Regions from separate parts of the Sus scrofa genome. Here region 2 is linked to region 1. Evidence: chromatin contacts called from public Hi-C data. All regions are on one chromosome and are shown on one strand. The core of a region is the stretch at or near the end of the contact, and the rest is flanking DNA. Distances in the headings are between cores, read along the strand shown. Region 1 overlaps STARD13 (stAR-related lipid transfer protein 13). Region 2 overlaps LOC110255744 (a long non-coding RNA gene).

Region 1 (2,735 bases), core at 75-2,574:
TAAAACCTAGGGATAATTTGTTCCAGAACGACATTCCACGTCAATACCTTGAAAATATTTTGCAAGGTTAACCCAAAAGGTGGCAGGGAGGCCCCCTTGCAAAAGAATGAAGCCAGTCTAGTTCTTAGGGAGAAGAGACAGTTATTACTGCATATTCAGAGCCAGGGATTCCACCCCACAAAACACTTATTTCACTAGCAGAGTTGCTTGAATAGGGCTAAGCATTTCATTTCAAATTCAAGGTAAGGTTTACATTTTAAATACCCTGAACAAGGTAATTCAGGGCCTTAAAATCACTCTCAGTTAGAGATGCGTGTGGAGGGGGAGCAAGAAGGGAGGTGGGGTGCTGGATGCAGAGATACCGAGGACAGAAAGTGGCAGTCTTCCTTAATTTCCAGCTTTACCCAGGACAAGCACGGCTAACAATTTGACAATCTATCCTAAGTGCAGGAGCTGTGCTAGGGCCCTCAGATGAAGCGATGATGAGACAAATGCAAAACACAACACTGTGTTAACTGATGGGATCCCAAAGCCCAGGCAGCAGACCCCAACGCCCAGGCGGCAGAAATATATACTTTGCAAGTGAAGGCAACCACCTGAATGTGTGGCTGAACATGTGATAGACGGTAAAAGTGGACGGCACAGAAGAGGTTAACTCTGTTAGCTGGGGGTGCAGAGGGCAGTTATACAGAAAACAACAGACTTGGGTTTCTAAGGATGTGAAGACTCTCACCAGGTGGGGAGGAAGCAGAAAAAAGGCATCATTTCAGGCAAAGGGAAGGTCAAGAGCAAGGCACCGTGTGAGGAGACAAGGGCTCGTGGAAGATCCCTGAGGGCTGGAGAGAACCCCGCTGGATTATGGTCTTTGGGGAAGGCTGGGGGTGCCTCGTGACACGACATCCCACACAGGTCTCTGCAGAGGGACAATAGTTCCAACCCTTTTGAGATGAAACAGTTACATACGGAAATTATTAACATGCCAGAGACTTCAAATTCTTGATTAAAAAAAATGAATTAAGAGTACAGTTGATTTAAAATGATTCGATGTTAAAATTCAGCTGCTGTTATAAAATAGAGACTAAATGGACAAAGAAACTCATTCCAGTTGACAGGAGGGAACAGCTGACAACTTGATCACTGCACCCTGTGGTTAAAGTCAACCAAGACTGTGACTTCACCATTGTTCCTATTTTCCATGCCTTCAAACACACCACTATGCTACTGAATTAAAAGCCTGACGAAGAATACATTTGGGGGATTGCCTGGTGCCCGTAGGTCACACCAGTTTTATACGTTTGAATACAAGCTTCCCGAAGTTCCACCACATGTCCACTAGAGGCCTGTGAAGAGCTTTTTTCCCCCACCACAGTCTCGCAACCAAAAAGGCCAGAATTAACAAGTAGTATTGATCCAGTATCAGTAAGGCAAAGATCAAACGGATAGATAACCTCGTAAAAAGCACCTTAATGGTGGGTAACGTAACCTTCCTTCAAAGCTCCAGGACACTGAGGTGGGAAACTTACAAAACTCCTAACACGTAACTGGAAAAGCTAAGTTACAAGAGGTAGGGTTTGGAAGCCTTCGGCAACCATCCAGAAAGCCACCAGGCTCTGGCCGGCTCGGACCAGGTGGCAACACGCACCATGTGGTGAAAGAGCAGTTATAATAATTACCAGTGTCCTGGGGGGGGGCAGGGGGGCTTCTGAGGAAAGGGGGCTTTCAGATCCTCAAGCACATACCACATACAAAAGGCATAGAGGCCCCCAGGGAAGGTTCCTGGGAGGGAGAGCAAACAAAGTCCTATTGCAGACCCTCGAAGGGCCAAGGAGGGGCTGCCTAAAAGGCGGCTCCAAGGGAGCCAATGGGGAGGCAGGTGAGGAACAGTGGCAACGCAGAGACCCAGAGCGAAAGAGACCCTCCACGTGGAGGGAGAGAGGGCGACTTCAAGCCAAACGCCAAGCACATCCAATCCGCAAAGACGACAGCAGCCTGACTGTGTGCACAGCAGCAGTGAACAGGAGGGAAGCCTCCCTGCCACAGGCTCACCACCCCGTCAGACTCAAAACAGGGCCTCTTGTCATGTGTCAAAAAACAAACAAAAGCACATCAGCGTGCACATCCACCACACCACACACACGTACACACACACACACCACCTCTCATCTATTTACCGAAACGGCCTGTTTTTCACTAGGCTTGGTTAATTAGCAATCAGAAAAGAGTTGCGGCTGAGTTTGAAGAAAGAACCCTTTGTTTGGAAAACCTGTGAAAATATTCCCTCGGCAGCTTGTAACTTTCCCTGCAGATCACCCCGGGCCTGAGGACAAGCCAGGTGCCAGAGGCCTCTGTGATCCCACACAGAGCTCACAAAGGCAGCTCTCTTTGTTGTCCCCTAGGAGTTAAGCCTTAATGGGTTTACAATATGCAGGCTTTTGGGGAGAGCGGCTTGGCGGTAGTTGCCTGCTGCCAGAAACGGAGCAGAGACCAGGCCTGGTGCAGCCCACAGCTGCTGTGGCGGCTCCACTGGAGGGAGGAGCAGTTGCCTGGGGCATTTCAAAGATGTGCAAGAACACAGGGAGACGCTATGACTCCTGGAAGTGAATCTGCAATGACTGCGAGCAGAGGGTCTGCCCACATGATAGGGGAAGGATCTCGGAGCCATGGCCCTGTGCTGAAGACCATGGCAAAGGGGGATTCTCGGAGTCTCTGTGTCCCCCATCAAGTCCTCTGTGGGA
Region 2 (2,992 bases), core at 445-2,944, 240 kb after region 1:
AATTGGGGGTAGTGTTTCCTTTTGCTGTTAAGGGGACTTAACCCATATAGGATTCACTAGGCTTTAAAAATTAATTTTTATTTTTATCAAGCTATACATGTAACATTGTATAAGTTTAAGGTATACAATGTATTGGTTAGATACATTTATACATTGCAATTTGACTACCACCATAGGATTAGCTAACATCTCTATCATGCCACATAATTATCATTTCTTTTTTACAGTAAGAACAATTAAGATCTAATCTCTTAGCAATTTTGAAGTTTATAATACAGTATTGTCAACTATAATTACCATACTGTGCATTTGATCTCCGGGATTTATTTATATATTTATTATAAGTTTGTACCCTTAAAAAAAGATCTCCCCAACTCTCCCACCTCCCAGCCCCCGATAAACACCGTCTTACACTTTGTTTTTTTTTTGTGTTTGGCTTTTTTAGATTCTACTTGTAAGTGAAATCATACAGAATTTGTTTTCCTCTGTCGGACTCATCTCACTGAGCATAATAATGCTCTCAAGGTCTATCCACAGTATTGCAAATAGTAAGATTTCCTTCTTTCTCGTGACTGAATAATTCCATTATAAAGTGTATTTTATATATAATATATATAAAACATTATATTATATATATATATAATACACACACAAACACACTACATCTTCTTTATCCATTTATCTAATTCATCTATCAGCAGACACTTAGGTTGCTTCCATATCTGGACCTTCTGCTATGGAAGCCAACAAATTCCTTCTACATAAACTTTTATGTGCTGTACTTCTACCACTTGCGCCAAAACAAATCCTAAGCAGTACGGAATCTGATATCTGGAAGTAGAGCATTACAAATAACAGACCTTAAAATGTGATATTGACGGAGCTGAGGTGAGATGCAGGTTTTCCCCATCACAGGCTAGGAATGGGGAAAAGCTGTTATTTGATAGAAAAGCAGCCAGTTAAAAAGTACCTAGTGTCTCTTGGAACTCAAATCATGTAAATATCAAGGGTAGAGTTTTAGGGGAACAGAATAAAAAGAATCTTAGGATGCACTGGCTACTTACAGCCATCAGTAAGATTATATAGGAAATGGAGTTCCCGTGGTGGCAAAGTGAAAAAGAATCCAACTAGTATCCATGAGGATATGAGTTCGATCCCTAGCCTTGTTCAGTAGGTTAGGGATCTGGAGTTGCTGTGAGCTGCTGTAGTGTAGGTCACAGACATGGCTCGGATCCCGAGTTGCTGTGGCTGTGGCTGTGGCCAGCAGCTGTAGCTACCCCTAGCCTGATTGTGTAGGAAAAGGATGGCCTTCAGCTTAATCTGGCAGTTCTGGAAGCAGAAAGCAAAGCAAAGACGAAGAGTCATCCTTTCTGCCCATGCCCGGCACTCCAAACGACCAACGGCAGATGACACTGTGTCTTGTGGGACAGCAGATGTCCAAACCTCTGCCTCATGCTAATGTTGGCACAATGGGAAACATAATGGGCACAAGGATGGGGATCCTGGTGAGCCAGAGAGCCGGAGGGCCACTTCCAAACACTTCCTGCTGAATATTCCTGAGTGGCAAGGAGAGCAGTTATACTCCTCTATAAAAGCCATCCCCAGGAATTCTACCACCAAGGGACAGGATCTGCACAAGGACAGCTCACTGCTTCCCAGTTTGAGGGCCAGATGGCTTGGGGAGGGGCAGAGCATAAAGGCAGATTGCTGAGAGGACGAATCCGTGAGGGCTGGAGCCAGACTGATGGGCACGACTCTCCAAGAAACAATCTACGGCAGATTCGGGAGACAAATAGACCAACAAGTCTGTCAGGAGAGGCAGTGGCACTGCCAGAGAGATGCCCAGGATCACCAAACAGCCCTGAGAATGCCCACCTCACGAGGCAAATTTTAGCCCTCAAACCTGCACCAAAGGAAAGGAGGAACTAAAATGCTACAGCTGTTAAAAATAAAAGCCTCCCCAGTGTTCAACTGCCTTCTACCTACGCAGGACACAGGACGCAGGACGACGAAAAAGGGAGTTCCTCCCAGGGAGGAGGGAGAGACCAGCCAGATTCCTGAACAAAGAACTCCCTCCACTGCCAGGTCGGGGAGTCTTTGCTTTCTTTATCCAGCATGAGATGACGGCTATGAAACTGAGATCACTATTGAGTGTTTGCCCTTCTCATGAAATGGAAGTTTCATGGCAGCAATAGTCTTTTCTCTCTGCCGCTGCCAATTGGTAGTGTTAAATATATTATTTAGCCAGAGGATGCCAAACCCGGAGCAGCTACGTTTAGACCCAACCAAGGAAAATGCCATGACTTAGCAGTAACTGGATGAGCCTAAGAGTCGTCTTCAGTTACAGTGAAGGTAGAGGCAATATTTCTTTTAGAGGTATATTTGCATTATATTAGTCAAGGCCATTTTGAGAACTTAAAAAATGGGAAAGAAGTATTGTATATATGGATGCTAGCAGGCAAGGGGTAGAAACACGATGGGGGATGTCGTTAACCTGTGTTTTGTTCAGCAGGAATCTCTTTGGGAACCATCACTTCCTCCAAGTAGTTTGGGTAACGGTGATCACACCTCCTGGCTCTAGAAGTGGGCACATCCTGGGAGTCTGACAAATAAAGTAATCAATTTCTCCAATCACAGTGATTAAGTCCAGGGACAATCACATGACCTAAGCCAAGCTAATAAAAGCTCTCCCCGGGTCTTTTGTTGGAACTATTGAAAGATAGACTTTTTGTTTTTTTCATTAGAAACACTAGCTGCCAGTACATGTCAACCCACAATTGTTGCTAATCATTTTTGCTACACTGCAGGGAGTGTCTGCCTGATAATGAAGCCAATCCTTGGTTAGGTAAAGCAGAGAGAGGAATGAGTCTGAGGAGCTCCTGGATCTAACAGTATCTAAAACTAGACAGATAAGCTCTGGCTTTTCAAATTATTTGAATCAATATATACCTTTCTGTGCTTATATGAGTCCAAGTTAAGCTTCTGCCACTTT

What was found. Hi-C and Micro-C count contacts between places; a contact is called where the count stands out from the background.
Region 2: a contact with region 1 is called in a Hi-C map of retroperitoneal adipose tissue, with 2.1 times the contacts expected there. The contact joins two enhancer-like sites. A contact is called at or near these places in 5 of 47 Hi-C or Micro-C datasets (embryonic fibroblasts, fetal heart ventricle, heart right ventricle and 1 more) and 2 of 2 datasets of contacts at active chromatin or transcription factors (alveolar macrophages and skeletal muscle).

What each region holds. Positions count from the first base shown.
Region 1 is chr11:9,636,702-9,639,436 of Sscrofa11.1, forward strand. All of the region lies in intron 1 of STARD13 (stAR-related lipid transfer protein 13), which reads right to left. Among named protein-coding and RNA genes, the nearest start is that of STARD13, 100 kb to the right of the region's middle. Within about 2 kb of position 1,325, at least 34 of the 83 cell types and tissues checked have an H3K27ac peak or open chromatin away from gene starts, as enhancers often do. A contact at or near this core is called in retroperitoneal adipose tissue, where this site is marked.
Region 2 is chr11:9,874,522-9,877,513 of Sscrofa11.1, forward strand. The region is part of intron 3 of LOC110255744 (a long non-coding RNA gene); the gene reads right to left. Among named protein-coding and RNA genes, the nearest start is that of STARD13, 140 kb to the left of the region's middle. Within about 2 kb of position 1,695, at least 8 of the 83 cell types and tissues checked have an H3K27ac peak or open chromatin away from gene starts, as enhancers often do. A contact at or near this core is called in retroperitoneal adipose tissue, where this site is marked.